2 separate regions of the Ovis aries genome follow, and region 1 is linked to region 2. A link is a contact called in public Hi-C data. All regions are on one chromosome and are shown on one strand. The core of a region is the stretch at or near the end of the contact, and the rest is flanking DNA. Distances in the headings are between cores, read along the strand shown.

What was found. Hi-C and Micro-C count contacts between places; a contact is called where the count stands out from the background.
Region 1: a Hi-C map of liver shows a contact between it and region 2, with 3 times the contacts expected there. The contact joins the promoter of NUF2 here to the promoter of RGS4 in region 2. A contact is called at or near these places in 2 of 16 Hi-C or Micro-C datasets (liver and skin fibroblasts).

The regions. Positions count from the first base shown.
Region 1 is chr1:115,015,991-115,021,683 of ARS-UI_Ramb_v3.0, reverse strand. NUF2 (NUF2 component of NDC80 kinetochore complex) reads right to left here and starts at 3,838. Exons shown (of 14, transcript XM_060415754.1): 1 at 3,448-3,838; 2 at 1-58. The coding sequence starts at 46. It overlaps LOC105613604 (a long non-coding RNA gene), which reads left to right and starts at 3,992. Exons shown (of 2, transcript XR_009600691.1): 1 at 3,992-4,169; 2 at 4,268-5,693.
Region 2 is chr1:114,717,396-114,723,314 of ARS-UI_Ramb_v3.0, reverse strand. It overlaps RGS4 (regulator of G protein signaling 4), which reads right to left and starts at 2,130. Exons shown (of 5, transcript NM_001174111.1): 1 at 2,087-2,130. The coding sequence starts at 2,130.

The sequences.
Region 1 (5,693 bases), core at 2,589-5,088, 300 kb before region 2:
CCACAACTTCAGCTGCATTATATCTGGGAAAAGACAAAGTTTCCATCTTGGGAGTCTCCTGTTGGCTTGAAGGAATTAAAAACAAAGGTCAGAAACACGGCACAACCAGCAGTTCTCACCACCTGGAAGCTGACAAATGTAAGGACAAAATTAACAAGCCAGGGTTGAGCTATATTTAACGTGGTGCTATCATCAAACCATCACACATCCTAGTAAGGTGACACTAAAAACAAATATATACACACATACACACACACATATTTACACACACATATATATATACACACATATATATTCTAAAACAGCTTTTATTCTAAAGCAACACAGTCATTTTCTAATTTAACTAATGCTGTTTTCTTTTTCATGGGAAAGAGGACTTAGGTTGAACAGACAGATGAGAAACTATGTTTTTTGTTTTTTTTAAAGTTTGGGAGGCAGAGTTCAATAAGATCCTGAGAATTAATCTTCAAAGTAAAATATATAGGTAACACTATCAGCAGAATCTATACACAAACAACAGCAACACAGGGTAAATAAACAATAAGCTGCATTGTACTCTGATTTGACATTCTATTTAATGATACACAGTGAGATTAAGAAGGTTTAAGATGTAAGTGGGACCAGAGAGAAAAAAAAAAAGAGCAAGAATAGAATAGCTGTAAGTGAGTAAAAGTCATCAGTCATGTCATCATCACTCTTTGCGACACCATGGATTGTAGCCCACCAGGCTCTTCTGACCATGGAATTCTCCAGGCAAGAATACTGAAGTGGCTTGCCATTCCCTTCTCCGGGGGATCTTCCTGACCCAGGGATTGAACACAGGTCACCTGCACTGCAGGTAGATTCTTTACCGTCTGAGCCACCAGGGAAGCCTATGAATAGCCGTAACTGGCAGGAACTCAAATCACCAGAGTGAGAACTTGAAAAACAAAATAACAAAAACACCACTCCCTACAAGGTCCTTCAATAGTGAAATATTCGCACCTGTGTTCTCCTAGAGCAATTGTTCTCACAAGTTTGGAGACACTTTTGCTTGTCTGCACTAGACTGAGGATGCTACTGGAATCTAGTGGGTAGTAGGCCCAGCAAGCTGCTAAACACCCTGAAAAGTGATTGACAAATAACTTACCAGTTCTGCTTAAACATTTGAAACATCACAGAATTCACTGTCTCAAGGCAACTTTTTGTCCACCTTAGTGTGGCTCTAATAATCAGATAATTCTTTCTCATACTATACAGAAATCAGTTTGTTATAACTCATCTTCTGGTCCTACTTCTTGTCACTGCAGCTAAATAGAATTTATTAATCCTCAGTCACATGACTCCACTTTCAAAAATGTGAAGAAAGCTATCCTATCTCTCTGCTTAGTCCTCTCTGATCTAAAGTAAGTATAGTTTAAGAATAGCCACTCCATTTATGACTGTTTTAGAAACTATCATTCTACTCACTTTCCTCTAAAACTACTTCACGGAGTCTTCTTAAAATGTAATGCTCAAACTGAACCTAACACTCCAGATATGGTCTGATTACGGTGGAATATCAATAGAGTTGGCAACAGTCACTGCTGATCTCATGCTATTATAACACTTACTGACAAACGTGTGTGTGTGTGTGTGTGTGTGTGTGTGTGTGTGTTTGACTCCAAGTCCCAGAACTTTTTCAACGTAGCCCACTTCTCCATGACTTCTTATATGACTTTGTAGTCCACAAGCCAGGACTTTTCCATGCTCTTTTTACATAACTGATTATTTGAACCTTAAGGATTTGTATTTCCTATGACTGAATTCCCCATTATTCCTATTTCATACTATTGAATTTCATAATGCAAACATTTCCTATTATTCCAATTTCCTATTATTGAATTTCATAATTCCAGACTTTCCTTCTATCAGTTCAGTTCAGTTCAGTTCAGTTGCTCAGTCGTGTCTGACTCTTTGCGACCCCATGAATCGCAGCATGCCAGGCCTCCCTGTCCATCACCAACTCCCAGAGATCACACAAACTCATGTGCGTCGAGCCGGTGATGCCATCCAACCATCTCATCCTCTGTCAACCCCTTCTCCTCCTGCCCCTAATCCCTCCCAGCATCAGGGTCTTTTCCAATGAGTCTACTCCACGTGAGGTGGCCAAAGTATTGGAGTTTCAGCCTCACCATCAGTCCTTCCAATGAACACGCAGGACTGATCTTCAGGATAGACTGGCTGGATCTCCTTGCAGTCCAAGGGACTCTCAAGAGTCTTCTCCAACACCACAGTTCAAAAGCATCAACTCTTCGGCGCTCAGCTTTCTTCACAGTCCAACTCTTACTGTCAGAATCTTTTTGTACCCAGCTTCTGACACCTCACATGTTATATGTCCCTTTTAACATAAATATGCATTCTATATTTTCATCTAAGTCATAGATTTAAAAATCATTGCCCAAAGAAAGACAGCAAAAAAGTCAATTTTCCAAAACAAACTATTAATATATCTGGATCAGAGATTATTCCAATAGAGAAAGAGGTGCAAAATACAATATCTTCATAATTATTATCACACATCTCTACCTTCTAAAACTTGTGCACTTTGCCATCAAGTTAATCTGCATAGAACAACAAATGCATCAGGTAACATCTTTACAAAAATAATTACTTGCCCTGCCCATCATATCAAATTCAAATGTTTCTGCTTGGCTTTAAAAACTTCTATAATTTAATAACCTAATAAATTTTCTGTTACAAGTTAGTCTCTTCCAGGACATTTCCCAAACTTCCAATGTTTCCCTTTGAAACCATCTCTCCTATCTAACTTCTATTTTCTTTGATAGTACAATTTCAGTTCCAATTTATTCACGAGTATGTGGAGAGGGAGGGAGAACGGAATAGGGAGGAGAGGGAGAGAAAAAGACAGGTGAAGAGGCCTTCCAATCCAGTTTGAGCTCTCTGGTGAAATAAAGTATATAAATGACCTAATATGTAAAGTAGCAGGTCATTTACTGCTAATCACCTCTCGGTGTCCCATTATCTGCAACACCACAAACCAGCGCACAGTAGGTTCATTTTTCTAAAACAAACTACATCGTGGAAATCAAAAGGCCAGGGAGCCGATGCTAAACAAAGAGAAAAGAGTCCCAACCTAAAAAAAATTAAAAGTTTCCCGAAGTTATTCAGGGAAAAATGATCGCGCCATGCACGCAAAGCGCTATATATACACCGCCCTCTTCCTCTGACTTTTGGATTAAGCATGATATTTCTAATATCACACCGCAGCATGACGAGCTGCGGTCCAGTGGATCGCAAAGAACACGACCTGGCGACTGAACAACAACATGATATTTTAGCCTTTCGATTTTTGGTTTGACTTTGGTTAAGCGATGTGTGAGTAACGGAAATTTATGACACCATCTGGAACCCCATTAGCTTCTAAATAAATCGGTTAAAAATATAGAAATACAACCTTCAACTGACCAGCTGGACTGCAAGTTTCTTCTCGAGTAATCTTTGCTGTACCAGACGGCAGATATTCGTTTCGTAGGAAATGAGTTCAGATTGTTTTGGGGACTAAAATCTAACGAAAACGACCTATGCGCTCACCCGCAGCACCCAAAGGCGGGCTTCTGCAGCCTCCTCCCCAGCGACGCGTGGAACGAAAACAGTCAGGCCCGTGGCTCCAGAGCGAGAAAGCACACACTGTCTCCCGGACTCCGTCCACGCGCGTCTCTTTGCTCTCACCTACCGCAGCAGCCGCCCACAGGACAGCGGCGAGTCCGTGGAGCAGCTACACGCAAAGTCAAAGGTCAGCAAACATCGACCGTTGTCAATTTTCAAACCAGCCGCCTTCCCCTGGAAGTCCCTCCCCGTTCCGCCCCGCCCACTTCCTGCGCTCGGGCCGCGCCGGGTACCGGCTGGGCTCAATATGCTTAGAGCGGTTGGCGCTGGAGTTGCGAGAGAGAACGCTGGGCTCTAGGCGGAACTATTTTTCGCGGAGTTGACGATCAGTCGGAACTTCTGCAGGAAGTGACAGAGCCGCGGTTTGGGGAAGTAGTCCGGCGTTGCCGCGGAATTCCCGAGGTCCATGGACGTGTTTGGCTTTGGAGATGTAGAGCGAAAATGAATAGAGGGTTTCTGGAGACTTAAGCTAAGCTCAGGGTAAGAAGGAAAGGAGGACTTGGGGCTGTCAGTGGGGCAAGGTAAGTCATAGAGACTCAGAGTGATAATAATGTTGATGTTTTTTGAGCAGAGCCCCCGGGTTCTGTGTTGGATGCTTACAGGTATTATCTCTTTTCAGTTCAGTTCAGTCGCTCAGTCATGTCTGACTCTTTGCGACCCCATGGACTGCAGCACGCCAGGCTTCCCTGTCCATCACTAACTCCCCGAGCTTGCTGAAACTCATGTCCATTGAGTCGGTGATGCCATCCAACCATCCCACCCGCTGTCGTCCTCTTCTGCCTTCAATCTTTCCCAGCATCAGGGTCTTTTCCAACGAGTCAGTTCTTCGCCTCAGGTGGCCAAAGTATTGGAGTTTCAGCTTCAGCATCAGTCCTTCCAATGAACACCCAGGACTGATACCATTTAGGATGGACTGGTTGGATCTCCTTGCAGTCCAAGGGACTCTCACCCTCGCAGTTCGAAAGCTTCAATTCTTCGACGCTCAGCTTTCTTTATAGTCCAACTCTTATATCCATACATGACTACTGGAAAAACCTTAGCTTTTATTAGACAGACCTTTGTCAGAAAAATAATGTCTCTGCTTTTTAATATGTTGTCTAGGTTGGTAATAGCTTTTCTTCCAAGGAGCAAGTGTCTTTTAATTTCATGGCTGCTGTCACCATCTCCAGTGATTTTGGAGCCTCCAAAAGTAAAGTCTGTCACTGTTTCTGTTGTTACCCCATCTATTTGCCATGAAGTGATGGGGCTGGATGCCATGATAGTTTTTTGAATGTGAGTTTTAAGCCAGCTTTTCACTCTCTCCTCTTTCACTTTCATCAGGAGGCTCTTTAGTTCTTCACTTTCTGCCATAAGGGTGGTGTCCTCTGCATATCTGAGATTAATGATATTTCTCCCGGCAGTCTTGATTCCAGCTTGTGCTTCATCCAGCTCTGCATCTCACATGATGTACTGTGCATATAAGTTAAATAAGCAGGGTGACAATATACAGCTTTAACGTATTCTTTTCCCAGTTTGGAACCAGTCTGTTCCATGTCCCTTTCTAACTGTTGCTTCCTGACTTGCATACAGATTTCTCAGGAGGCAGATAAGGTGGTCTGGTATTTCCATCTCTTATTTTCCATAGTTTTTTGTGATCCACAATATCTCTTTTAGGATTCATTAAAAAGGGAAAAGGGGCTAATAGATACCATCATCAACTTAGGGGTTAATTCAGGGAAATTATGCCACCGAAAGCTATGTGCAGAAGTTCGTGCGTGCATGCTAAGTCACTTCAGTTGCATCCAACTCTTTGTGACCCTATGGACTGTAGCCCACCAGGATCCTCTGTCCATGGCATTTTGCAAGCAAGAATAATGGAGTGGGTTGCTAGTTCCTACTCCCATGTAGGATAGAATCCTGGTCTTTTCTTCTGCCTCCCTTCTTTCATGCTGCCACAAGAGCCAGGCACTGCCAGTGCCTTCCAACACTGAACTGTTCCCTGAACACACATGTCCCTCAGTGAGTTGGATTCTATAGTTGATGCCTGAACGAGGGGCAGGCGCCTC
Region 2 (5,919 bases), core at 881-3,380:
GGCCTTCTAATAAGCTTTTAGCTCAACTTTCTCACTCTTTATTTGTTCTTTTGCTTGGATCTCATTTTCTGTAAAAGTGGAGACATAGTTTTAAAGTGAAAAATGTCATTTTGAAGGAAATGAATGACTAATTGAATGACTAAATGTTTCTACTTAGAGGAAAATAAAGCCACAAGGATAAAAGGACATTTTAGGATGGCTACTAACATATTAGTGCCTTATCTATGTGCATTTCTCCAGGAAGTTTGAAATCCATTATGTTCTTTTGCTGCCCTTAAAACAGTGTTTTTTCTCCAACCCCCACCCCAAAATTGTTCTCCTTTCTCTGTTTCCCTCACTGCTGTACCCCACTGCTCATGGGATACAAAGTCTTTCTTAACAATAGCAAAATCTAAGCATGAAACCTAAGGTGATGATGTAAGCATATTGTGATCTCATATTTCCATGTGCCAGGTCTAGCTGAGATGTGACCTGGCAGTTATTGACCCATACAGAGTCATTTCATGAAGACCTGGAAGTATGCTTAGCAAATACATTACACTTGTCCTTATAACACAATGCAACCAAAGAAATAAAAACCAAAATGACTCCAGCGACCTCTGAAGTAAGAAGACTGGAGGTGATCTGCACTTCACCAGCCACCACCTGTGTGACCTTGAGCCTTTCCCATTCCCTCTGGAGCCTCAGGCACCAATGTGAGAATGAAGGTGCTGGGTAAGATGATTCACAGCTCGCCAGTGAGGGAAGGGGAGAGTAGTGTACCCTGCTGACATACACTTTACCTCCCCAGGTTAGCCTTTACTCTCCTGAGAGTAAAGCTCTAGAGCAATTACTTATCTGTCTCCTAAAATATTTACCAGAGCAAAACTTTCACCTGACATTCCTGTGTTTTGCATGAATAATTTTATATCTGAGTTAACTGAAGCTTGGATTGATTTGCTCTATTCAATTCAGAAAATTAATGATGGAGGTCAGAGCCACTGTTTTCATAAGCACTCTCTGCCAGACCCTCCTGCTTCATCTGAAAGCAGCCATGAAAGAATGGGGGAAAAAAGAACATTTTTCATATTCCTGAATGACAGGAGGCAAACTCCTTAGGATTGTATTTAAAAAGTGTGCTTTCTGAGATAACTCTAAATTAAAATTTAAGGTGATTTCTATTTGCAGAGGAACATAAAAGGGGGTAGTACACCTATAAAGTGACTTTTTACCTTTAACTGTAAGGTTAAGTAATGTGAAAGACACTAGTTTTGTATTTTTTCATTTTTTTTATTTTTTATTTTTAAATTTTAAAATCTTTAATTCTTACATGCATTCCAACTAGCTAATATACGAGCATCCTATGAAAGCATTTATTTGTACTTTTTTTAAAAAGGCAAAGACATAGGAGCAGCTGCATATCTTTAAGTCTGTTTATTAATCAAGAGACAGTAAATTGATAAAACAATGTCTTTAAGGTGAGACTTTCCACAGAACCCTTAGCTGATTGGTTATGATCAGTACTTGACAACCACATGGCACTTCCAGAGCTAGAGCAGGGAAAGAGATAAGGGAGATCTAGTTTTGAGACTCTTATTTTATTGTAGCATTTGCTTTTAAGAATAGAGAGTGAAAGATACTAGAGCATCACGCAAATGGCACAGTGCCTTTCTGGTGATGCAGCCAAACTTCAGTCCGGAGCATCCTCCCCAAAGTGAGATTTAATACACCATCAGAAAGCCCAGACCCATGATTCCATGTGCCTCAGTGATAGTCAAATAGCAGTAATCACAGGTAGCGATACTTCAGACCACTGTGCATGGTCCAAAACCTCATATCAGTCCTTAATTAGAGCTAGCTTGGTTAGAAGATTAGAAGAGTCTTCAAGATCAAGGTCATAGAAAACAACACATAGGATGCCAAAATCTGGAGTGAACACTTCCTAAGCCACAATTTCTAGCTAGTTTTAAAGCTAGGAGGTCGAAGATTTCTGCATCACGTTGTTTCTAAATCCAAAGAACCAGGTTAGTAAGTAGAACATGCAAATAACTTAAAGTCTATTTGAAAGTTTAACGCGGTCTGGTTCAGTGGCTGAAAATAATCTTACCTCCTCAAGCAAGAAGCCGGCAGACCTGCAAGTCCTTTGCACATCTTCTGTAGTGTGGGATTCACGATAGGAAAGAAGTGCTGCAGGAGGAGCTGTGGCTTCTGTTCTGAGCGCACTTTGCCTTTTCTCCGGTAAAGATACTGTCAGAATCCTCCCAGCGTCTCCCTCCCAAGCCTGTAGGGGTCTCTTTTATAGCCCAGCCGCGACCGTCCAGCCAATCAGATAACAGGTCTGTAATACCAGCTCCTCTCAGCCTCCTTCTGGCTCTCCATCCTCTGCAAGAGATAAGGAAGAAAGGGCTGACGCAACAAAGCAAAGTGAACGGGCAGAAATATCCTCCTGCCAAATAGACATACAGAAAATATAAACTTGCTTACTGTCTCTAAGGCTATCTCAGGTTTCAAACTTCCAGGAAAGGAAATAAGAAGTGTACAATGCTTCAAAACACGGGTTTATTCATTTGTCTATAAAAACAATGTCAAGGAAATTTGCCTCCTAGAAGGAAATGGCCCAGCAAGAGTTTGTGGGCTTACTTTGGGGCTGACACTTCATGTCCTTCCTCTTTCGGGTTAGAAATATTATACCATCCATGGTCCAAAATCTGATCCTCACTGTTTCCAAAAGGGTGTGGGTGGAAGCACTGTTTCCAGGCAGAGATTTGCAGAAGTTGCTTTCTTGGTTGGCACATCCACACAGGGATGTGGGGGAGGAATAGCTGGAAGACAGGCAGTTATACGCCTGGCAGCATAGAAAACTAGCTTAGGGAAAACAGATTAGCTACATCTGTAATCAGCCTGACTGTGGAATACTTTTCTAGAACTCTTACTAAGAACAAGATTCAGCCAAGCGCTGACAATCTCTTTGGTACATGCATATCTCCTGCAAAGAGCTTCAAAACAGCAGCTTGAAGACAAGAACAGGGAATAAAGGAACAAATATAGACACCTATTCTTATTCAAAAGTGGATTTTTATCTTATCATGTCTTATTCAATTTAAGGTATACAAACTAATATTTCAAAATATTGAGAAACAGGGAAACATAGAAGAAAAATATATAGCTTTCCTGTCATGTTACCAGGGTTCACAATGAACATAAAAATACCTAACCCTGCAGCTGGTTCTAAACACATGGACAATTCGTATCTTTTGTATACAATATGATGGATCAAATGCTTCAAAGAATCATGCAGGTGTTTCACGTCTTGCAGCTGTAGCTCAAACATTCACATCAGAGTTATAGAGGGATCTTCTCCATATAGGAAAGCTATGAGGGGAAGGAAAAATTAGTTGCTATGTCAGAACTGAACAGCTTTCACGTTGAAAGCAGAAAGTTTCCTGATCATAAGATATAGTGAACTGTGCCTTAAGTATGAGAAGCCAAGGCATCTAATTGTTTAGGTGATGAAGGTGAAAAATAGATGGGTTACAGTGAGATGCAAAGGGACTCTAGAATATTAAAGGGAAAGTGGTAAATAGGAATGCCCCGACCATGTATGTGGCTCTCAGCATCCCCTCGCTGACACCATCCATGTCCCAAGCCCTGTCTATGGCTATCAGAAGAAAGAGATGGCTAAGATATATAAAAGGGTGGAAAGATCACTGTCTCCAGAAGATACATTTAAATTACAGGAAAAAATCTTTGGTTGTCTCACATGAAGATAGAAAAATGTATTAGATTAACAATGGGGCAACTTTTCTTTGAACATAGAACCAGTGAATTTCTCTGTGAAGCTGGTAGCCATCCTCTGTGGTGTTGTGGAAGGGACTATAGTGCAGTGCAAAATGACAGAAGCTGAAGACGTTAGGCCCAGAATGATGGATCAATCAAAAATGGCATCCACGAGGAGAGACTAATTAATTAAAAGGGAGAAAAGGTCACCCAAAAATGGGCCAGGGGCTTCTTTGCTTGCCTAGACATCCAAGATAGTGGTCACTTAAACAATTCGAATTTGGAAACATGAATGAAGACTTAATAGGAAGTTGATATCTTGGACCTAGGCCAAAGAAAAGCCTGATTTGTCATGAGTTGAATATAAATAGCTTCAATAGATGAGCTGAATAAGATTTAATACAACCTAGATTAACACCTTAATTTTACCAAAAAGGAAACAGAGAGAAAGTGACTTACTAAAGTCACAGATTCCCAGTAATAGAGCTAGTTTCTTGACACTAGATCATGTGGACTTTTTCCTATGCTAACCTATCACTTAATTGTCTTATCAAATGAGATAGACTATGTAAACAGAAGTAATTCTAAACTGTAAAGTGCTACACAAATATTTTTTATTGTTACATTATACATAGTAGATAACAAAACATAATATTAATTTCATACATTTCCTTCCAGGAAAACTCACTCCTCTGTCTGATTTTCTTTTTTTCTCCACAACAGTGGGAGCTGCTGCAAACCTCACTGCTATCTTTTTCTATTAAAACCAGGTCTTTTTGGCTTTACGACTAGTCCATTAATCTGTCAAAGCATTTCACATTTATTTACTTCTTTAATTATGATTTCTTACTTTCTTAGGAATTTTGATATTTCAGAGTGTTTGGAAAAGCTTTTCATAACATATTTTTCACTATGGAAGGCAAAGATTAGTACATCATGATACCTTGACAAATTTCCACCCTCTTTCTCTGACATGAAGAAAGCATTACACTCTATTATTCTAGGACCTGTCATTCCTGGATGATTCTGGTGATGTGTAAGAGCTTTATTCTAAAATGATTTAATTTTTGTTTATTCACTTATTTAATACATATCTTTTGAGCTCCTACTCTGGGACAGGTACCGTTTGAAGAACTGCTGTTAGTATGATGAGCAAGCAAACAGGGTCCCCACCCTAGTGGAGTTTTCACCCCAGTAGAAGAAAAGAGTCCAAAAATATAAAAATAATTCTAGAGTCACCCATATCATGAAAAAAAAAATTGACAACTGATATAAAAGAAACTGAATAGCAAATGGCACTTTTAGCCAAGGTATCCCGGAAAGTCCTCCTTGACCAAGTGATATCTTAAATGAGATTTGATGGCTTAGAAGGAATAAGAAATGAGAAAAGCTTAGGAAATATATACCAAATAGAGGTAAGAGCAAAAGGTATACAGCAAATAGATGTTAGATAAAAAATAAAAACATCCTTTATCTGAACTGGGAAGGGGCAAAAAGGGACCAGCATGGATAGAAAAATGTGAACAAGGAGAGATAGATTAACATGAAGTAGAGATGAGGAGGTGAAGGCCAGGTCTTGCAAAGATTCATAAGCCATGGTCCAGAGGCTGGGCCTTACCAACTTGCCATGGAAATCTACTGCAGGAAGTGACACCGGTGATGGGCACTGTCTGATTATTCTGGCTATCAGGGAAAGTGAATTGAAGAGGAGCGCAGAAGCAAGTAGACCAGTTAGCAGAACTAACACTTTGGATCCTAGCTCAAGAGTTTCTACATTGCAAAGTGGATATTTACTTTACACATATTTATTATATTATATGTGCTAGACATTGTGCTAAGTTCTAGTGACCTCAGCAAAAATCAGAAATAGTCGGTGCTTTTTAGGAACTTACACTCTCAGGAGAAAGATTTTTAATTGAGTGTCATTATTATAAATTTGTTTATACAAAATTTGAGGAAAGCACAGAATAAACTCAAGCTCTGAAATTTGGAGGATATTTTTGCAAAGGAGACTGTTACAAGACAAATAGAGACTTCAGTCAGTCAGTTCAGTCTCTCAGTCGTGTCTGACTCTTTGTGAGCCCATGAACCATAGCACGCCAGGCCTCCCTGTCCATCACAAACTCCCAGAGTCCACCCAAACCCGTGTATATTGTATTGGTG